Regions from separate parts of the Mus musculus genome. Here regions 2, 3, 4, 5 and 6 are each linked to region 1. A link is a contact called in public HiChIP or PLAC-seq and promoter capture Hi-C data. All regions are on one chromosome and are shown on one strand. Each heading gives the region's core, a stretch centred on a gene start, on an enhancer-like site or on the middle of the called end of the contact. The rest is flanking DNA. Distances are from core to core; before and after follow the strand shown.

Region 1 (3,426 bases), core at 592-3,091:
GCAGGCAAGCGGGCGAGTCGAGGTAGAGAAAGGGGCCCGGCGCCGCTCCCTTGCTGTGGACACCCTGTTCCTCAGGATGCCTGCCTCTCTCGGAGAGTTGTGCCTTACTCCGGAGGCGGTGACAGATCTGCGTGGCGGGTTTCTGGTTTTCTTGCCCCCACCCCTTCCCCAAATCACTCCGAGAAAACACATGTTGTAGCCGCAGATAACTGTGCGTAGGACACCGAGGCAAAAGGGCAGGGAGAGACAGCCAAAGCCACCTTTGACAGCAGAAGTGTTATCGCCATCGCAAGTATTCGTCCGGAAATCTGTCTGCCCTCTTGGCCCACCTAATTCCTCCACCTTCGCCTCCCCAAGTAGATAATCTATAGAAGTGGGAATGAGATGAAAAAGAAGTCAGGTGGCTTAGAGAGTGAATTGTTAAGTCTCCGTAAAGTTCGAGGTAGGTATTTCATGGAAGTTCGCACAAGTGTGGGATGGAAGAAGTTGGTGTGCCTACTGTGTTGTGTTAGTGTTTCTCTCTCTCTCTCTCTCTCTCTCTCTCTCTCTCTCTCTCTCTCTCTCTCTCTCTCTCTCTCTCTCTCTCTCCTTCTCCCTCCCCCTCCCCTCTCTCTCCTCTTCCTCCCCTCTCTCCCTTTCCCTCGCTCTTTCTATTCTCCAGCTTAGGGTTCAGATGGGGCTCTTGGATGGCAATGCCCTTTGTACCCACAAGAGGGCAACATCTTGAGGGCTTTGTGAACACTGGATCTTTCATCGCGGCATGCTTGCTTGGGTTTTGAGAAAGTTTTAGCGAAACTTTCAAAGTGATATTTTATGTTATTCATAATATCAAAAAGTAAAGTCATAAAAAAGAAGAAACAAGAGAAAGGTGGAGGAGGAAAGGATGGGGAGAGGGAGAGAGGGGAGAGAGGGGAGAGGGGGAAGAGGGGAGAGGGGAGAGGGGGGAGAGGGGGGAGAGGGAGAGAGAGAGAGAGAGAGAGAGAGAGAGAGAGAGAACAGTTTAGATTGCCAGGGGAGTCTGAGCCACAGAAGGTGGGGGAGGGCTGTTGTAATTGTGGGTTTGGCCGACTGACGACTGGAGTGCCCTCTTCGGCAATCTTAGTTGTAGCCGGAGGTCATGTAAATCGACCTTAAAAGAATGCATAAGCCATAAATTAAACCCTCACCCAACGGCTGATCCATAAGTAGACAAAATCTAACCTGGACAAAACGGGCTTCCTTTAGGGCCGAGTTAACCCCTCTCCCCCAATAGAAACTCAATGCGAAGTTAGTTTTGTTAGAGAATGAATATTTTGTTTTCTTGAAAAGTGTCGATTTGCCGTGTGACTGCGCCGCCGCAGTTCTAAGAGGCGTCAGTGTTAGCCAGGCTGTGGCTCAGGGGCCGGGAGGACCCGCAGGGCTTCTGAACCTCCCCCATTTCGGACTGGGATCGTTGGCTAGTTGTGGGGTTGACGCTGGCCTAGGGCGGGCGGGACTCCAGGATCTTCGTAGCTCTCCGCGCTAGGGGTGAAATTTACCCGGAGGATTAAAGAAAACCCGGGTGGCTAGAAGCCGCGCGCTCCCTCCTCGCCCTCCACCACCGGGGCTTCCCACGACTTTCCCGGGACGCTCGAGTTCCAGTTCCCCTTGCTCCCTCCACTATTGCACTTTACTTTTAATGGTCCTCTCAGCAGTACACAAACCGAACTCCAAGGCAGTTTGCAACCCAACGGTGGTCCTTTTTGCTCAGCACGCTTGCTGCGCAGGCTGGCCCGCTGACGGCGTGGGCGAGGGACAGCCCCGTAAGGCTCGCGCGGGTTCGGCTTCCAGGTCCTCTGCGCTTCAGCCGGCACCCTCGGCTCAGAGCCTGACCCGCAACCTTCGTCCCTCTAGGCTCTCTGCCCGGCCCGCTACTGGCTGCCCGCTGCGGGCCGATGTTCGGAGCACCGGCTGGGCCCTGGGCGGGAGGCGGTGTTGGCGAGGCTCGCCTGCCCCGGGGGAGCTGCTTTCGGCTTTCTCCCTTAAAGGGCAGTACGAAGAAGGACCCGGGTTTGTGCAAAGGCTGCTGGGGCTGAACTGCTGCAAATGCAAAGGAACGGCCGGGCTCTGCGGAGGACAGACTGGCTCCGGGTCCGCGCAGCTTTAAGATAAAAAGAATTGGTGTGTTCGGATAGATAAAAGGTGGTCGTTTCCGGCGTATTATGAGTTTTATTTAAGCTTGTCTGACTCTGACCAAGTTTGAAAATGTTTGTTTGTGTGAATGACCAGTTATCGGCAGCGACTCCAGTTTGTGGTCTAAAATAAGTCATTTACTGGGCTGGCAGGGCTGCTAGTTAGCAAGATGGGCTGTTCTAGGCTGCTTCTGCGAGTTGCCTCCTGTAAGGGCCGCACTTGAAGTTTCAGTCTCAAGATAGTCCGAAACTGTCCCAGCGGCACAATAGATTGGGCTCCGGACCTCCAGTTTCAATGTCTGAGAGGGAGTTCTGGTGACTTCTCGGTCCTGGACGCTGGGCTCCAGGGTGAACTCCAGTGGCTTGGCTTTTGGCCCTCACGGAACCGCCCAGCCAGCAACCCAGTGGAGAGAATGCCCCTTCCCCCCGCCCACCAGGGTCTCCTCTCTTCTGTCCTTTGTAGTCACATGTCCGGGTTTTCCCCCTGGTCCGAGAACAGACACAGCCCCGCCCAGTCTATTTCTAGAAGGTGGGTTCGGTGAATAAAAAGGTCAAGTGGTTACGTTCCCGAGCTGGTCCACAGTGAGGGGGGACAGGACAGACACCTGGCAAGGCCCGCCCCGCCTGTCCCCCCAACCCTGGCGGGCCTGCCTGCCTGCGACTGGCCTCCCTAGGCCACATTCTTGTGTTAGGTTGGAGAGGCGAGAGGCGGTAGGAGAGGGAACCCTGAACCGGCCCAGAGCAGGCGAAGCTGATCCCGAGATGGCATTTTGTTTTGAACAGTTGGTGGGGAGGACGCTTCCTCATAAGGTAAGGTGTCAACTGGACAGTTGGCTGCCCAAATGCCACATGTATAATTAGCCTGCGTACTCAGCACCTCATCCCCAAGGCCCATAGGCACGGGCTTGGCTGACTTGAGTAGCTCAGTTCAGCTCTGGATTACAGGATTCCCAAGGGAAGCCTAACCGGCCAGGAGAGCCTGGAGAGGCCCTGGCTAGGAAGACTGACCATGAAATCTCGCTTTTGATTTTTGCCTTTTCTCCTTCTCCAGTTTTTCGTAGTTTTCAGCTAAGGGGCAAGTGCTGGTTAGGAGAAGGTACCCAACATCAGCGGCAGGTTGCAGACTGGATGGGGAAAGGGGAAACAGAACAAACCTGGCCACATCCTACCCACATGCTGCCCTGGAGAATCTGCTCAAACACTCTGTGTGCACTCATCTATTGGGATCAGCCAGTCTTGGCACTGTGTGACTTGGCTTGGGAAGAGACTTCAGATC
Region 2 (3,426 bases), core at 382-2,881, 900 kb after region 1:
TGTGTCTAAGCACTCCCACACACCTGTGCACATGTAACACACACTTTAATCCTCTTCTGTGACTTCTTGCCAGCCATGGTAACAGCCTCTCCTTTATCTGGAGTCCTGGATGATTACTGCACAGGCTCACATCACTCTTGGTCTGCTGGATACAAGTGAAAATCATCCCAGCAAAAATACAGATGATTTGGAAGTGCCATGCTCTCGAAACATTAAGAAAGAAGAGTGTCTGAGTGTGGGAGACAGCGTGTAGAGCATAACGAACAGAGGCTCTAGAGAGAGAGAGAGATGGATTTTACAGTCCAGCTCTGTCGATGTTCACTTGTCAATCCGCTATGACAAACTCACTTTTCCCATCTCTGAAAGGAAGGAAGGCATGGTGGACGAGCATGTGTATAGGTGTGCATGGAAATGTGTATATGTGCATAGGTGCGTGTATGTGCACATGGGGACAGTAAGAGGTTACAGAGGGGAGCTAGGTGAAAATTAACAGAGTTTTGAGGTGAATGTTAAATACATGCATACATATGGACATATACTCCTATCTGAGCTAAGCCTGTGCCTACCTGCTAAGAACCTCACTTCATCCAGAATGCTAGCTCCTCTCATGGTCTATGGACATGGAGAGGACAGAGCAGCATGGAGGATGTGGATATGCAAGCTGCACTAATCACCAGTATGTTAGCATTCTATAATTCTCTTCTCAGAGCTCCCAGAGCCCATTTTGTCACATGGCCTTTGGGTTTTGGTCCAAAAGTGCAAGTTGGCAACCTTTTTCTTCTTCTATGGAGGTTTCTCTCTGAACCCCTGCCTTCATGATCCAGCTCTAGGAGATCCCAGCAGAACAGGGCCTTGTCACCATACCCTCAGTGGCTGCCTCAGCACATTTTGCTTTCCTATTGACTACACTCTTCATCTTTTTGCTTCCATAATAGAATGCTTCAGGCTAGGAACTGATGAAGACCAGGGATTTTCCTGACTATGCTAGAAGCTGGGAAGTTCGAAATGAAGGTAATAAATAGCACATGGAATTCTTGCTAGGCCCTTACCTAATGAGAGATGCCAGAGGAAGAAGAGATGAGATTTCAGTCCTCCTATAGCAGAAGGGCAAGAGAGCACACACCCCTTCAAGGAAGCCATTCTCATGGTGGCATTGACATGCCCATGGAAAGTTTTAGCCTTGACCCAAACCCCTTCCACTAAGCCCCAGTTGCATTAGAGTTACATCTCCAACAAATGAATTGCAAGAGCACATGCAGGCCATTGCATCCATGTTCCTAGGTTTCCAAGGGCAAGTCAGCCACCCTATCCTATAGGCTTTGGCAGGTGCCATCATTCTGCACATACTAATATAGCTTATATGGTTTGGATGGAAAATGCTCTGCATACACTCATGTATTTCAGCACTCAGCCCCTAGTTAGTGGCACTGTTTGGGGGAAATTGTGGGACTTTTGGAAGATGAAGCCTTACTGGAGAAAGTGAGTTGCAGGGGTGGGCCTGGAGGCTTTATAGCTCAAGCTCACTATTATCTGTTCTTTGTTTGACTGCAGACTCAATGAGACTAGCACTGAGACCAGCTGCCCCACACTTCTCTAACAGGACGGACTCTATTCATTCTTAAGCTCTAAGCCAAGCCAAACCCTTCCTCCTTTACCATGGTGTTGCTATTCTGTGGTTGTCATGGTCACTCTAGCCAGAGGACATTCTAATGTGGTGGCTGGAATGGACTTCCTAGTATGACTAGATTGCCACTTTCTTTCATATCCAATGCAGGCTCCTTCAGGACTGAGCCTCCTCAAGGACAAGCCTCCCTTGGGAGCTGCTTGGTTTTGGATTACCCTATGCTGAGATCAAAATGTTTACTGGGATTACGCAAAATACATGGAGATTAACATGTGGTGTTTAACTGCAGCGCCTCAGGCCCTTGGCTTCCCTTCCACATGAGCTGCCAAAATAAATTCCCACTCACAGACACCCTGGGCCTGTTGAGCTGTGTAGAGTGAAAACAGAGAGAGCCTGCCACACAATAGACTCTTACACTTACAAGGGAAATACCAATGCTCTTCAATTTAAGCAGCACCCCTGCTACACACACACACACACACACACACACACACACACACACACGTGTGCACGTGCGTTCAAGGACAGGGTCTTTTCTTCTTGTCCTGAAGGAAGACACATAAGCAAAGTCTCATTATCTTCATCTGTGAGAGAGAACCTTCTAGGTCTTCTGATCTTTCACTCAGGTACCCCAGCGCCATTTCTCACTGCATTCAACAAAAATAGACAAACAGATTACTTACTTAAACACCTGGCATGCCAACCTTGGTGCCACTCTCAAGAATCCAGAAGGAAAGTGACAATGAGGTCCCTAACCTTGGTTCATCCTCTCCAGAGTACACTCGGGCAGTCTGCCTTCCTTCCTCTACAAGGTCATTGCTTTGTCTGCAAAGGAAGAATCATGGAGGGAAACACCTGGTTACTTAACCCATGAGGGACTTCAAATTTAAACTTCACTAACAGTTTTTACATTCCACTCCACAGACTCTGGGCTATAGGCAATTTCACATATGTTCAGCACGCTCAGTGGATGTCTGTGGAATTGGATTATTTGTTAACATCATCACAGCTGGAGAGAGTTATCATTTGCCCCGTTTCCACTTAAGATAAGGTACCGAAACTTTCCTAAGATAATGAGTGGTGGAGCCTCCTAACATTACCACCATGACTGCTGTTACCACTCTGCAATGTGTACCTACTAAAGCCACTCCATAATGTTATTACTACAAGTGCCACCCCTACTGCTCCCACAGTACTGTGACCGCCACCAATGTCACTGTTACTATCCACACCCCATCATAACCACAAAATTACTACCACTAAGTTACTTTCCCACAACTCAATGTCACAATATGTAGCTGGAGCTTATTGGGTTCTGATTGCCAAACATTTGCTAATACTAGTATTTTCAGTGCATTCATTCATTGAAACATCACAATGGCCTTAACTAGAAAGCATTCTTTCCCATTTGTAGTTGAGACCATTCAAGGATAGTTAACAAGCTAGACATGACAAAACCAGGCTCCACTGAAAGCAATCTGATTTCTAAGCCCATGACCATAAATGATGTCTTATATGCCTTCTTCTCTGGATCCCTTTAAGAGCCCAGATCTGCATCTAAAGGTTTTCTCCTCACTGGATTGGTGAATTAGTCCTGGATTCTGGTGCATGAAATGTGCAGGTGTACAGAGCTCAGCCTGACCCACATATGGCAACATTCTTGAACAAGAATGAGGTAGATATAAAGTTTTAATCTGTGGCAATGGGAGCCTTTAGCATACAACAGGGGAAACAGCACCCCTGGTAGAGCAGTGGCCCCCTGTGAACCTTGAATTGCTGAACTGTAGATAATCCCCACAGCT
Region 3 (3,426 bases), core at 578-3,077, 880 kb after region 1:
GAGGAAACAGTAAAAGGAGAGAGGTAAACACAGGCTCCATCAAGCTCTAAGTGCCCAGCCAAAGAACCGGGCTATATTCTGAAAGTCACAAGAGACTCGTGAAGGGTTTTAAGGAGACTTAGGTTGCGTTTTAAAAGTTCCACGCAGGTGTTCCCAGGGATCTATAAACCAGGCCCCAATGGCCTGACCCTGGTTTTCATTTGTCTGAGGAATATAGATTACACCTGGTCAGTTTTCTTGCTTAAAAGTTATGTCCAAATGCCCAAAGCTCTTTTATACCCAAGTGACTCCAACACTGTTCATGACTATATCTGCAGAAGAGAATAAAAAGCCAACCTTTCCCAGCATTCCATACCTAGTGACAGAATCCACCACTCACCCATCATCTTTTGTTTGGAAAATGACATCCTGTTAGCACTCCTTCCACATACCCTGCCTCTATTGAGATTCTGTTTATTGTCCCACTGGTGAACCAGCTCCTGGTGCCTGTAGAACCAATCTGCTCCCTTATTCTTGGGCCCCTCCTATTTCAGACTGCACATGTCTTTCCAATGTCCACTGTGATCACATGTCTTTTCAATGCCCATAGCTGATCTTCAAGAGCAATAATATGAGCAAATCTCGTGTCTTAGTCGGGGTTTCTATTTCTGCACAACATCATGACCAAAAAGCAAGTTTGGGGGGGGGGGTGTTATTCAGCTTACACTTCCACGTGGCTGTTCATCACCAAATGAAGTCGGGACTGGAACTCAAGCAGGTCAGGAAGCAGGAGCTGGTACAGGGGCTATAGAAGGATGTTACTTACTGGCTTGCTTCCCATGGCTTGCTCAGCTTGCTTTCTTATAGAACTCAAGACTACCAGCCCAGAGATGGGGCCCTCCCCCCTTGATCACTAATTGAGAAAATGCCCCACAGCTGGATCTCATGGAGGTACTTCCCCAACTGAAGTTCCTTTCTCTGTGATAACTTCAGCCTGTGTAAAGTTGACACACAAAACCAGCCAGTACATCTCGGTTATCTCTATTTATGTCTCTGCCTAGAATATTCTTCTGGGGTTTTCACTGTGAAATCATATTACATCTCATAGCCTGCACAGGAGCCTCCCTCTCCAAAACATCCCTAGGAACACACTGCTTCAGAATGACAGGCGATGCCTGACTTTGTCATCAGAACCCCACACCCTGTCCCTTGTTCCATTCCTTGTTTCTAAACAGGATACTGATGCCCACAGTCTTTCTGTGTGTGTAGGTACCTATGGTCTGGGAACCAAGCTCTCCTACCTCTTCCAGCATCCCTAGTATTAGCAGCACCAGCATCCAGAAGAAAGGTAAGTATCTGGGCTTTTGGGTTAAAAAGAAATACAGAGCTGGCTCCATGCTCAGGAGTGAGTCTTCTAGCATTCTTTCCTCCTTCTCCAGTGAATCCTCTAGTGTGTTTAGCCTTTGCTTTCCCTGAGTACTCCACCAAAACATCTCTTAGAATTCTTTTACCATCTCTTATCAGGACAAGGCCTGGACCATTGGCAGTTCTCTGTTCCACAGCTCCAAGTGCCCTTAAGAGGTCACATGATTAATCTTGCTTATGTCTGTGACTTTTCCCAGGCTCCTTACTTCTTGACAGTGTCACAGAGCAGGCCTGCTGCCTGGGATATGTCTGAAAAGTGGCTAGCTCCTTCAGGGCTGGGAGGAGAAGCCAATCATCCATGCTGGTTGGGACATTCGAGGCCAGTACATGGCTTGTCTGTTTTCTGCCTTGCAGGCTGGGTCTGATGCTTGAGCTAAGCATAAGCAATGAATACGGAATTGTGGGAAAGGTAGAATGAGATTGCATATCTAACTTGCTCCTGAAAGTTTAGCTATTCAGTAGTGAGCGGGGGCGGGGGGGGGGGTGGGCACAGATGGGGGAGGATGGAGGGTAAAGGCAAAGAACAAAGAGCTCCTGTGTAACCTGACACTAGAGACTATGGGGCACAAAGGTCATGAGACAGAAGCATATTTAGTATGTTCTAGGGGTATAAAGAAGCCAGTGTAGGTGGAGTTGACTGGGCAAGCTGAGGTTAGGGAAGTAGGGAGAACAATATTCAATGCAAAGCAATGGTAACAATTATGGCTTTAATATTGAATGCTTTCCCCACTGGTCTTTCTAGAAGGATGCTTTGGGGACCACAGTCACCCTCATCCTCCCCAGCATACTTTAGTCTGTCTTGTTTTCACTAGTTCTCTAGAATCCCACAAAGCAGGCACTCTGTAGCTATTTCTTGACTATATTGGTCAGAATTCTGTTCCCAGCATTCACTTGGATTCATCATGAACATTGTGACTGTCATCTAAATGGTCACCTTGCTTAAGAGTTTCTTCTCTTGTGGGATCTGTTTTCCAGATGTTTGGTGGCTTATAATTGCCATGTGGTACTTCTACAGCTGGCAAAAACACAGCTGAAAGTGATCTTGTGCACATCTGGAACCCACATGTCTAACCTTGGACTTGATAGCCAGCCACATATCCATGGTACTCTGTAGACAAGCAGTCCACATGAGAAGTTCTAGGCAGGCACTAGAAATGGGTATTGAGAGCAAGTGTCTTTCAGCATGGTATATGGTCATTTTTTTTGAGGTGACTTGGATGTCTGTACTATGCATCAGACAGTGCTGCAAGTCCAGAGCACTTCTGTTTCCCCAAACATAAGTACAAAGTCACACGGCCAATGGGATCCTAGGTACCCACTTTCCCCAGGCATTGGTTCTGAGAACTGGAAGACTCTCCATTTGAAAGGTACTGGTTGCACCATTAGGTATGATGGGGATATCTGACTTTTCTCTGGACCCAGGTTCTCTGTAAATTAAGGATGAATTCAACAGAAAAAAAGAATCTTGTAGCTTTCTGTGAGGTCCCTGACCCTTCTAAGTTATGTGATGTGATTTCCCACATTTTCTTTATCCAGTCTTCTGTTAATAGACACATAAACTGGTTCAAGAACTTGGCTATTGTGGGCAGTGCTGCAGTAAGCCTGGGTGTACAGGCATCTCTGTGACATGATGACTTCGATTACCAAAGCTATATAAAGGATTCTCACAGCTGGGTCATATGACTGATTCCACTTTTAGTTTTTTTGGGGGAAACCCACACTGATTTCCATAGTGGCTGCACTGATTTGTACCCCTACTGGCAAAGTTGGAGTCTTCTTCCTCTCCCATCCTTGATGACATGTGTTGTTATTTTCTTTCTTAGTGTCTTAGTTAGGGTTTCTATTGCTGTTTTGAAACACCATGACCAAAGCAACTTGGGAAGGAAAGGGTTTACTTCACGCACAATTCTATGTAATAGTTCATCATCAAAAGAGGTAAGAGCAAGAACTCAAACAGGGCAGGAATCTGGAAGCAGGAGCTAAGACAGAGGTCATGGAGGGATGCTTCTCTTTGGCTTGCTT
Region 4 (3,426 bases), core at 429-2,928, 780 kb after region 1:
CCACTTGGTAAGAACATAGGTAAGAGGCAATTAACCATCATATATCCTCGAGTGAGACCTGAACTATCTCTATACTAATAAGAATTACATAAAACAAGCAGACAATCACACTTATATGTAAGCAGGGGTGTTAGGTAGCCCAGAGGCTAGAACTGAGAGCAATTAAAAACAAGAGAGAGGGAAAGATGGAAACAGGGAGAGATGCGGCCTGGAAACAGGAGAGATGCAGGCTGGAAACAGGGAGAGATGCAGGCTGTTTGATGATCTGCTCCGAAAGGCAAGGAGGAAGCCATTGATTAGTGAGCTTTGTTTGATCTGCTCAAGGATCAAAGGGACAAACACCATGAGCTAAGATGAAAGATGACGTGGAAACCCTGTCCCCCAGCCTGCTGGGATGCTGTGCTGCTGAGGGCTTATGAATCAAGGTAGAAGACACTCACAGCAACCATGGGAAGAACTGCAAGCCCATCTCTCCCTCAGCCTCAACACTGACACTTCCCTGACCCACTGCCTATAAGAAGAGCCTCTATTTATCCTTTGAGCCCTCTCAGGGTTCAGGAAACTCAAGGATAGAAGGGAACCCAGGGATAAAGGGGCAGCCCTTTAGCTTAGAAAACGTGGACATGACCATCAGCCACATGGGCTGAACTTGGGGAACTGAAACATGGCATTGTAAAATTTAAACTCCTCTGTGAGAGGACACAGGAGACATCTCAGCCCAGGCCTCAGAAAGTGTGCTGCTAGGCGGAGGTTTCTGGTTCTGATTTGGGTGGAAAAAAACTATCTTTGAAGCCAAGGAAAAGGCAAGAGGCACTGGAAAATTAACAGCAGTTCCCACTGGGGCCAGGGCCTGTGTCATCCCATTGGGTCCCAGTGGCATCTGGTAAGGTAACCATGGGGGTATTCCATTTCTAACAGAGCAAGGACAAAGATGCTCTCAGAGTTCACAACAAAGTCACATAGTTGGTATATGGGAGAATCAGGGTGTGCATTCACCTCTGCACACTTGAAAGCCTGGATTCTTATTAATTATCATATCCATATTCTAGAGAGGTCCCTGTAATCCCTTGGGTAGACTGCTGGAAGTTGAGACAGATTCATGAGTTAACACCCCATTGTAGTGGTTTTAGGGAGCCAGTGTGATTTCTGCACCCACCAGTTTGTCTTTTAGGAACTTGAGAAGCCCATTGTTGAAAGGAACAGAATCTTGGTTCAGGGTGCATTAAATTTCCTGCTGCTGTAACACAACACCTAACAGAAACAGAACAGAGGAAAGATTTACCCTGGCTTACAGTGTTAGACGGAATTTGATTCTTCATGGCAGGGAAAGCATGCTAGCAGAGGCCCCTCTGTCTGCAGAGGCTGAAATATGTGGCAGTACGTAATCACAAGGCATAGACCAGGAGCAGAAAAAGCTAGACTGGAAACCAAAAATCTGGTGCCTAGTGACCTATGCCTATCACCACCAGCTAAGCCCTACCTTCTAAAGGCTTCAAGTAGGGCTCCAAGCTCCAGCTTTCAAACATGAACCTATAGGGGTATATTTCTGATCCAAAGACTAACAAGGGGGCTCTTCCTCTTTTTCCTTCTTCCCATCAGAGCTCTGTGTATGGAGGGCTACATGACATTAAGCTATGGGATGGAGTGGATAGGCTGACAGCTGAGGAAAGGAGGAAGTGGGTGGAATGTAATTGTACACTGACAGCCAGAGTACTAGCCACCCTCAGTTACTGTTTTCCACAGACCATCTTATGGCTTTTGTACTTTTGTATTAAAGTGCATTCAAACTATGGCATGTGGGAATGTCCATGGAGAACTATGAATCTGGCCAACATGAAACTATAAACTCACTTAAAATATTATAGGATCCTTTTTTAAATCCTTTTGGGGCACAGTCAACTTAATGCATGTTTCTTGAGCAGAAACTTTGTAGATCACACTGTTGGGTCATGTCAAAAGATTGGACACACACCTATACTATGTTATACTTCCAGACTCTGTGGTAAATTCAGTGGCTCTGAAACCTTATGGCCAGATGTCCCAAGCCACTACAACCCATCTTCCTGTTCCCTTTGTGGTGGGTTAGGCAATAATTCCTATTATGACTGGCCGAAGCAGAAGTAGGGCACATAAGCATCTCTGCCTTCCCAGAGCTTATATCTAACCTTGAGAACTGCCACTCTATCACGTCCCCTGGCCTCAACCTAGGTGGTCAGGGCACAGACCCATCTTAGAGATATACTTTTGCATCAATTATCTTCCTATTGTGACAAAACAACAAAATCAAGGCAGCTTATGGAGGGAAGGATTTATTTGGGTTTATGGTTCTAGAGTGATAGAGTCCATGGTGGTGGGGGCAGCACGGCAGCAAGCAGCAGGTGTGGTGGCAGAAACGGAAATCTGAGAACTCACATCCTGAATTTGGAAATTTCAAATGGGAAAATGATGAGAGCCTTTTCATCTCAAAGCCCACCCACAGTGACCTACTTCTTCCATGAAGGCCTCACCACCCTAACAGCACTACTGCTTGGGGACCAAGCATGTATGTGCCTGAGAATATCAGGAACATTTTTTATTCAGATGATACTTGCTAAAACACACACACACACACACACACACACACACACACACACACATCTATCTACTCCGGGAAAGTTCTCTTGGATTCTGCCAAAGTCTCCAAGCTCTGATAATTTTTAAACCGCTCTTCCTTGTTTCCTTCTGTATTCGTCTGTAACTCGTGTTTTCCTAGACACTTGTAGTAGAGTTGTAACACCAGTGGTCAGAAGCACATGCAGTCACATTTGGTAGATATAAGTAGGAAATAGTACTTGTTAGTATATGCTATCATAGGTGATGATCATTGCTAGGAAGAAATGACAGCAATAAAATGACCGAGGAAGACCTCCCAGATAAAGTTGGGTTCAGAAAAACGATAAATACGGCTAAGGAATAATCCAGAAGTATCCGAGAAGAAAGGTTGAGATTTACCTGAGCCTGGGGCCTAACCTTTGTGTTCAAGGGACCACAGGAGAGGCAGTGACACAGAGTGGGTGATGAATTAGGGAGGACAAGGCAAGAGATGACATCACAGAGCAAGGAGATGCCAGGCCACATAGCAGCAGGCCCAGAACTTGGGATTCTTTCTTAATAACACAGGAAGATACCTAAAGATTCTGAGCAAAGAAACATCGTGGATAAATTATGTGTTGGTAAGCTTGCCTTCACTACTGTGTGGAACATAGAATGTGGAGATCCAGAACCAAACTTGGTTATCAAGTTGAAAACTGTTGGTGATGGACCAGGTGGCAATGTAGCTCCTAGTGAGTGGTAGCCATGGGGTTGAGGAGAGACAAGGAAATCTGGGATATAGTACACTCATTGATGCTATATTGTGATCAGTAAGGTTAGTAAGCAGCCACTTCA
Region 5 (3,426 bases), core at 352-2,851, 730 kb after region 1:
AAGAATTCATTCCACCAAAGTAGGACACTCAACAAAAATGTCTTTGGATACATAGAAGTGGACCAAATGCTGAACTGGTAGGTGGCAATCATCTAGAAGGAGAAGGAAGACACAGAACAAGACCAAAAATACATGTACAATGGAGTTGTGGGTCTTGAGCTCCTTAGACCATCCATCCTTGCTCAGCCACTCACTTGTCAAGTGACTTTGGGTTCCATCTCTTAACATCTGTTTACTTCTATTGAAATGGTTATAAAGTTGTTACTCTGCTTACCTCATAGCACTGCAAAGACCAGATACTTGACAGGTGTTGCATCCTAAGTTGACAAATAAAGAAACTGAAGCTTAAATCAATGAAGTGAGCCCTTAGAAGTCATACAGCCAGTAAGCAGTACACACACGAGACTTTCAACTCCGAGGCTTTTGACCCAGAACTCATTCTCTTTCCATGTTGTCACCACAAGATAAAAGCACAGCAAATATTAGTTAGTTGGAGATAGGTAGGGAAGGAGCGTCTGCACTAAAATAGCCGATGATCAAGTAGTAGAGGCCGTCATTTCCACAGGACAGTCTCAGGTTACAGTTTCATTTTCCTTTGCCTCCTGTGTGTGTGTGTTTGTGTGTTTATGTGTTCATGTGTAGGTAGGAGTGTGTTTATGTATGATTATGTGTATATCTATGCATATGTGTGTATAAGTACACATGTGTGAGTACATTAGTGGGTATTCATGTCTATATCTATGCATACATGTTTGTAGGTGCACATGAGTTTGGTTATGCACGTGCATGCATGTTTATGTGCAAGCATACGTGCATGCGTTTGTGTGTGTGTGTGTGTGTGTGTGTGTGTGTAGGTTAAAGGGAAACCTCAGCTGTCATTCTTTGAATGTTATCCACTGACCCAGAGCTCACCAAATAGGTTAGGCTGAGCAGCTTGCAAGCCCTGGGGAATCTCTATGTGCCTGCCTCCATCCAGCAACTGAGAATAAAGCACACATAGCTTTATCTAGTTCATAATGAGCAACCTTGTGTCCTTTTGCTTGCAATGCAAACAATTAACTTCCTGAACTATCTCTTTAGCCATCCTTTGATTATTTCACAAAAGAAAAAAAACGGTGGTGGGGATGGGGGTGGGATTGGAGTCAGCCATAGGCCATAGTTTAGCAAAGACAGCCAAAAACTCAGAGTTGAACCTAGCATGCTGTGTTTTTCTCTCTGAGTCTACAGCATGCTCCAGACATCAGCAAGTGCCTCTAAAATCCATACCCATTTAGACAAGGTTCAAATCAATTAGTTTACACTTTGCTGCCGAGCTGCCTCTGTGCCAAAGGTGCTCATGGTACTCCCGATTTTATGCTTTCAACCCCAATGAGGCCTCCTTCCTTCCTCCTTGCATGACAGCCCCGAATTGAGAACTGTGGTGCATATGGTGTTTGCAAAATGCTAGTTGTGTATGGGTGTTTAAACTTTAGTTTTGCATCTTTTAATTTATTTATGCAAGCAAGCCGCCTTTCATGAATTTTAATCCGTGCTGTCTTGAAGAAGAGCTTTCCAAATGGGACAGCGTTTGTGATCATCGCTAAGCCATTCTAACTGCTTACAGGCCTGGGGAGAGAGGCAGCAGAGAACATTAGCAAGCTCTGCACTGTCCCCGTGATGTCCCAGTCATTGTGGCATAAAATGTGTTTCGTGTCTAGGAAGGAAAAAAAATAACTGTGACTCGGGTCTTTGGTTATTTTTAATGCTGAGCAGCAGAGCCACAGGGAATATTATGAGTTCCAAGATCTCTGGCAGGAGGGACTCGCCGCTGAAGTGCTTCTTCAGGAGAGACACACAGCTACAAGTCTTTATTCATTTATTTATCATGCTTCAGTTCCTAAAAAAGAAAACACTTCTCCAGTGCAGGGGAAATCGCTTCAATAGATAGATTGCATTTAAATAATTTAAGTATAAAATTACTCGAACAGGCCGACTGATATTTTGAAAACGAAGCAGTCACAGTCAGTTAGGGGAACTGACAAAGTTCATGAGTCGCTGTGCAGATGAGACACGGGAGAGAGTCTGGCTGACTTGGACAGGGTTCTCTGACCTGCCCATTGGCAGGCTTGGATTGTGGCTGCCTTTTGGCTAGGTGCTAAAAAGACAGGATGAGACTTTGAGATCTTAAACTCTTTGATGTAAGGTACACTGTGCACAGCTTTCAGATTGTACCCTTCATCTCCACAACTCAGGGGATCATCACAAGGGCTCCTATCTTATCTACACAAACCCACTGCCAAGCATCTGTGGTCCTACCATGTATGTACAACTTTCAGAGCACAGACCTTGTGCATTTCATCACAGATATGAACATGGTTCAACATGTTTACAGATAATAACATCATATGCACTATCAAGAAGCTGGATCTTCCAGTAAGGCCTTCTGACACAGATGATAGGATGCCGTGCACATTTGTAAGAGTGGCAAGGCTTAGGCTCCTGAGAGGATCTAGTGTGACCGTACAAGTCATATACACAACCAGACCTTTCCTGTATCTGACAGGCTAGTCCAACCAAGCTGCCATGTAACCTAGAGAGTCTTTCTATTCTCTGGAAGACTTCAGTCATCTAGCCTAGGGAAGGCCACTGATCTCTGTGACCTATCCCATGGTATCTACGCAAGCATTATCATGTTTGGAGGTTTTACCCTTGTCTGTGTAGATAGCGTTTCTGCAAAGTTATTTTGTGGTCCCCCTAGACCCAGAAAAGCCAGGCAAGAACTGATGTAGGGTAAACTATTTACTCTATGACCTTTTTGACAATTTAACATGCATGCTGGCACACCCAAGGCTCCAAGAAAACCCACCAAAAACCTTTCATGTTATACTCAACTTTAACGTATTTAAGCATGAAACTATCTGCTGCCCAAATGGCTCCATTTGAAATGGAACTTACTGAGACACACTTAAAGAAACTCTCCCAAAGATTCTTCCTTTGCTCATCACACTTCTCTTTTGCCTTCTGTTTCATTTTACTCTGGAAACAGTCCAGCCACCGTGGGGTTCAAGATATTCTTCTTTGTACCGTTAACTCATCAATGAAGCAGTGGTACAGAGTGCTGGGTTGGAGGTCAGTAGAGCAGCACCCATACCTGCATGATGCAATCAAGACTCAGAGCAGAAACGATCACACACACAGGCAGTGTCAATGCCAGGCTGAGGGGGTGGAGGTGGAAGTGAAGATACCTTAAGAAAGAAGTCTGGCAATATTAGACAAGTTTCCCTGGAGCAGAGGCCTACCTCCTGTCCCCTGCTGCCAAGTCGCTTGGGAGAGTTTGCCTTCAAGGATTCTATGGGAGCATAGGCAGCCCCAGTGTTTACTTTAAAGAGAAAAATGTCTGCTTTGTAGGCAAATGTTTTCAGCATGGAAATGATCGTTGCAATTGCT
Region 6 (3,426 bases), core at 454-2,953, 520 kb after region 1:
CACAGAGTGGGGACCGGCTTTCCCGTTAGCTGTTTCTTTGGCAGCATCCATCCCGCCAGTCAGGGAAGATTAATTTGCTCTCTTAAGAGTAACAGGATCCTTTATGCATCGCAGATCCTAGTGAACATCCTTTTTTTAGCTTGAAGGGAAATGTCTCGCTAGTTCCCCATGTGCTGGCAGGGTTTCTCCCAGGACCCTGATCCTTTAAAAACACACAAAGATAGTTCTTAGCAACAGCAGAACTGGACCTCCCCTGGCAGCTTGGAAGCCCGGGTATGAACACTGACATGGGTGGTGTCAGACAGGAGCAAGGCTTCCCAGCTTCCAGAAAGCATGGTTTCTGTGTTAGTTGGAGATACTAATTCTTGAAGGTGGTCCTGGGTGAATAGGGTCAACATAAATTCTGAGTGGTATATACATGAACTTGTGTGCTTGTGTGATAGAGAGGGAGACAGGAGAGGAAGCAACACAGAGGAGGGAAAGGGACAAGAGAAGGAAAGGGGCTGAGGAAAAGGAAGAAGAGCAGGAAGTAAGGGATTAAAAGGCTTAAAGACCAGGACTCTACCTGCTCTCCTCCATGACGAGTGTGTATCAAGGGCACACTGACATTGTCATAGGCACACAGACAGCAGGCTTTCACTGGCAAGGGCTGAGATGCTTCTGTCTAGCCAGACAAATGGTTGGCATGGTTAACAGGGTGACCAGCACAGACATGGAAGTTGGCATGGTAGTCTGCAAAGAAGTGTTTTAGATCGGGCCCATCTCGGTGTCCCTGAGAAGTCCTACTGTAGAGTTCCTAAGCCTTTGGCTTTATAAAGTGAGCTAGACTATCTCCAGCACTCGGGGGGCAGGGAGGGGGGTACGACTGTTCATTTGGCTATGGACCAGGAGTTGCGGAGCTGTCATCTGACCCTTGCTCGGCCAGCACTTTCATTTGATTTCTTAACTATGTATTAGCTATAATTATAGTGAGTTGCCTCTCAGTAATGCTGCTAATCAATTTGATGTGATTGTGTGAATGGAACTATTGGCCATTATAAAAAGATTAAAAACCTTAACAGCAAAGAAAAATCTACAGAAGAGTTGAGGAAATTCCACTCAGTCTGCACATTGTCTAGATCCAAGTACATTTTCCTAATTACCTTTTTTTCTTTTTATATGCCAGAGGATCTATTATTTTCACATCCTTTTCTCATATAATTGTTAGATATTCTTTGAGGAAGTTATTATTATTATTATTATTATTATTATTATTATTATTAATGATTTCCCTACCTCAGCCTCCCAAATACTGTCTATATTCTATAACACCTAGCTAGTATTATTTTTCCCATTTTATAGGTTAAAAGACTGAGGCTTAAATTTCTAAATAACTTGCTATAGGTTCAATGCCAGTAATGATAGAACTAAAACTGGATGGAAGGTTCAGGTTCTGGCTTCCAGACTATACCTCTGTATAGCCGGAGAATTGGAATATCTTCAGTTTTCTCAACAAGCTTCTTGTGACCTTCCTCAGTATGGGCCATTTCCTTTCCCCTAAATATAGCTGGTCATGCCATACATCAGTTCTCATGTTTCCCCATCACACAGAGCAGCATGCTGATGAGTGTAACAGTAGACAGGTTGTAGTGGCCCAGGAGCTTACGGAGCGTGTGAAAACCTCCCTTCAGAAGCTTGCCCAGAGTTGCCATTGAGACCTCATGTGCCTCTGGGGGGACTGTGAGTTCATGAATGGAGTCGAGTTACCTGAACTAATATGGACAGCAGTGCAGTGCCTTTGTGAGGACTTCTGAGATGGGCAGCAGCCTTCTGCTGACTCCAGCTTCGTTCCTGGCATCTGTTCAAGACTGCGCTGATTGCAAATCCTGCTGGAGTTACAGTTCATATTAAAGTCAGGAGAGTTAGCATGTACACATAGTATTCTCTCTCCTCTGCTTCATACTCCCCTCAGCATGAAGATTAGACAAGGGCTGGAGTGTCAAGGTAACAACAACCAAGTGTACTTACACAGCCACTAAGCCCATGGTTCAACAAAACAAACAAACAGCCAACATTGCTTGAGTGCCTGTGGTGTGCCAGTCCCCTGAACTAGACCCTGGTTAAGTCATGGGAAGTTAAGACAGTGATGTCCTTCAGCAGCTAGGGCTTATGATCTAGTGAGGAAATACAAGATTCAAAGGCAAGTCTGTGCATACAAGTGGTACCTTATCATCACTGAGAACAGGACCTTAAGAGTAAGATTTCTTGGTTCCCCTACCAAGTACCCAGAGAGCAAACTTTTTAAATAGGCTGAGCTGAAAGGTGAGCTATGCCTCCTTCTGTGCATGCACAGTCATCTCCAAGTTTCCTCTCGCTGTGGAACAGCCATCTCAAAGGGCTGTCCTCTTCTTGCATGTCTCACTCCTCCTGTGAGACGTCTTAAGTACAAAAGTAAGTCAATCAGAAGACAGGCCCTGCCTGGACATACTTCCCAGGACTGTGCCTGCCAGCCATGAAAAGGATGGCATTTCTTAGAAGCAGCTTAAAGGCCTGCTTCCCACTCCGGGCGTGGAGGCAACGGGGAAAGGTCGCCCCAAAAGGCAGCTGTGCCCGTGTATTAACCACTCATCAAAATCAAATGACAAAACCATAAGCAAGGCAAACAGAAATTAGAAATATAAAAGGCAAATGTCTTCAAAATTTTATTTTTAAAGTCCAGCTGTTATCTGGCTTGGATGTGACAAGACAGCATTTCTTGTTCGCCATGGTATTTATAAAGCTACGGTTTCACTGGCGCTGGGGACTTGGGAAGCCTGGTTAAGGCCCTGTTATGTTTAGAAGCCGATGAAGATTTGACTTGTATTGAGTTCGCACAAGATTTTAACATTCCTTTAGTACACATAAGAATGGGAGGGTTTGGTTAGTTGGGTTTTGTGACCTTTTATTAAAAATGACAATCTGACAAACAGCTGTCAGACTGTTTGTAGACTCTGTGTGGCGTTTCCCCTTTCTGGGCTCTTTGTAGGCCAGAGTTCCTTCTTATCCCAGGCCTGCTGATTTCAAAGTTACATTGTGCAGCAGAAAGGTTCCTGGCTTGGTTATTGGGAGGCTTGGATTAAAGCTCCTTTGCTCAATGACCGACCCACTGGCAATTGGTGCCCGATGCCCCTGCACAAGTGTCTTTGTCTTTTAAAGGAGGCGTGTTGGATTTGATTGTCTCCAAAGTTTCTTCCGCTTCCATGCTTGGTGTAAGGTTCTTTGGAAAGCACAGAGTCTGTTTCTGGTCAGAAAAAGGATATATCCGCACCAAGTTCAGTCGGTTCCATTTAGGTTTCTGTTTTCAGAGAAATAAGAGAACGGTGCCTTCAAGGATTCATTTCTGCCACTTGCTCAAGTGAGCGTGCATGTTCTTTGTGCTTTACTGTTTATTAATGCAAACAGAACGTC

The links. Promoter capture Hi-C pulls out the DNA fragments that hold promoters and counts their contacts. HiChIP or PLAC-seq counts read pairs in DNA pulled down with a chosen protein or histone mark.
Region 2: a contact with region 1 is called in an H3K27ac HiChIP or PLAC-seq map of neural progenitor cells, with 15 times the contacts expected there. The contact joins the enhancer-like site here to the promoter of Sox6os in region 1. A contact is called at or near these places in 18 of 39 promoter capture datasets (the 3T3-L1 cell line, the C10 cell line, the HPC-7 cell line and 10 more), 1 of 484 Hi-C or Micro-C datasets (cortical neurons), 20 of 115 datasets of contacts at active chromatin or transcription factors (SST interneurons, astrocytes, bone marrow-derived macrophages and 15 more) and 4 of 9 other capture datasets (adipose tissue, embryonic stem cells, liver and 1 more).
Region 3: a contact with region 1 is called in a promoter capture Hi-C map of second pharyngeal arch cranial neural crest. The contact joins the enhancer-like site here to the promoter of Sox6os in region 1. A contact is called at or near these places in 19 of 39 promoter capture datasets (the 3T3-L1 cell line, the C10 cell line, the HPC-7 cell line and 11 more), 2 of 484 Hi-C or Micro-C datasets (epidermal suprabasal cells and uterus), 15 of 115 datasets of contacts at active chromatin or transcription factors (SST interneurons, bone marrow-derived macrophages, craniofacial prominence and 11 more) and 4 of 9 other capture datasets (adipose tissue, embryonic stem cells, embryonic trunk and 1 more).
Region 4: a contact with region 1 is called in an H3K4me3 HiChIP or PLAC-seq map of embryonic limb bud, with 6 times the contacts expected there. The contact joins the enhancer-like site here to the promoter of Sox6os in region 1. A contact is called at or near these places in 12 of 39 promoter capture datasets (the HPC-7 cell line, HPC-7-derived erythroid cells, cranial neural crest and 8 more), 19 of 115 datasets of contacts at active chromatin or transcription factors (SST interneurons, T-cell acute lymphoblastic leukemia, craniofacial prominence and 13 more) and 2 of 9 other capture datasets (macrophages and pancreatic islet).
Region 5: an H3K27ac HiChIP or PLAC-seq map of SST interneurons shows a contact between it and region 1, with 6 times the contacts expected there. The contact joins the enhancer-like site here to the promoter of Sox6os in region 1. A contact is called at or near these places in 22 of 39 promoter capture datasets (the 3T3-L1 cell line, 3T3-L1-derived adipocytes, the HPC-7 cell line and 14 more), 4 of 484 Hi-C or Micro-C datasets (the N1E-115 cell line, Sertoli cells, muscle stem cells and 1 more), 17 of 115 datasets of contacts at active chromatin or transcription factors (SST interneurons, bone marrow-derived macrophages, craniofacial prominence and 12 more) and 3 of 9 other capture datasets (adipose tissue, embryonic stem cells and liver).
Region 6: a contact with region 1 is called in an H3K4me3 HiChIP or PLAC-seq map of embryonic limb bud, with 4 times the contacts expected there. The contact joins the enhancer-like site here to the promoter of Sox6os in region 1. A contact is called at or near these places in 20 of 39 promoter capture datasets (the 3T3-L1 cell line, 3T3-L1-derived adipocytes, the C10 cell line and 12 more), 1 of 15 datasets of contacts at CTCF or cohesin (pro-B cells), 9 of 484 Hi-C or Micro-C datasets (the G1E-ER4 cell line, the N1E-115 cell line, cortical neurons and 4 more), 27 of 115 datasets of contacts at active chromatin or transcription factors (SST interneurons, astrocytes, cardiomyocytes and 19 more) and 4 of 9 other capture datasets (adipose tissue, embryonic stem cells, liver and 1 more).

The regions. Positions count from the first base shown.
Region 1 is chr7:116,030,394-116,033,819 of GRCm38.p6, reverse strand. It overlaps Sox6os (SRY (sex determining region Y)-box 6, opposite strand), which reads right to left and starts at 1,841. Exons shown (of 2, transcript NR_152104.1): 1 at 1,653-1,841; 2 at 1,270-1,500. All of the region lies in intron 1 of Sox6 (SRY (sex determining region Y)-box 6), which reads left to right.
Region 2 is chr7:115,133,581-115,137,006 of GRCm38.p6, reverse strand. It overlaps Gm34282 (a long non-coding RNA gene), which reads right to left. Exons shown (of 4, transcript XR_869888.2): 2 at 2,308-2,449. Among named protein-coding and RNA genes, the nearest start is that of Gm34282, 2.8 kb to the right of the region's middle. Within about 2 kb of position 1,631, at least 17 of the 459 cell types and tissues checked have an H3K27ac peak or open chromatin away from gene starts, as enhancers often do. A contact at or near this core is called in neural progenitor cells and neural stem cells, where this site is marked.
Region 3 is chr7:115,152,517-115,155,942 of GRCm38.p6, reverse strand. All of the region lies in intron 2 of Gm34282 (a long non-coding RNA gene), which reads right to left. Among named protein-coding and RNA genes, the nearest start is that of Gm34282, 22 kb to the right of the region's middle. Within about 2 kb of position 1,827, at least 10 of the 459 cell types and tissues checked have an H3K27ac peak or open chromatin away from gene starts, as enhancers often do. A contact at or near this core is called in embryonic limb bud and second pharyngeal arch cranial neural crest, where this site is marked.
Region 4 is chr7:115,250,438-115,253,863 of GRCm38.p6, reverse strand. No RefSeq gene overlaps it. Among named protein-coding and RNA genes, the nearest start is that of Gm34282, 120 kb to the right of the region's middle. Within about 2 kb of position 1,678, at least 16 of the 459 cell types and tissues checked have an H3K27ac peak or open chromatin away from gene starts, as enhancers often do. A contact at or near this core is called in craniofacial prominence and embryonic limb bud, where this site is marked.
Region 5 is chr7:115,300,561-115,303,986 of GRCm38.p6, reverse strand. No RefSeq gene overlaps it. Among named protein-coding and RNA genes, the nearest start is that of Gm45999, 96 kb to the left of the region's middle. Within about 2 kb of position 1,601, at least 7 of the 459 cell types and tissues checked have an H3K27ac peak or open chromatin away from gene starts, as enhancers often do. A contact at or near this core is called in SST interneurons and muscle stem cells, where this site is marked.
Region 6 is chr7:115,508,543-115,511,968 of GRCm38.p6, reverse strand. The region is part of intron 13 of Sox6 (SRY (sex determining region Y)-box 6); the gene reads left to right. It overlaps Gm51455 (a long non-coding RNA gene), which reads right to left. Exons shown (of 3, transcript XR_003946667.1): 2 at 1,747-1,868. Among named protein-coding and RNA genes, the nearest start is that of Gm51455, 13 kb to the right of the region's middle. Within about 2 kb of position 1,703, at least 13 of the 459 cell types and tissues checked have an H3K27ac peak or open chromatin away from gene starts, as enhancers often do. A contact at or near this core is called in craniofacial prominence and embryonic limb bud, where this site is marked.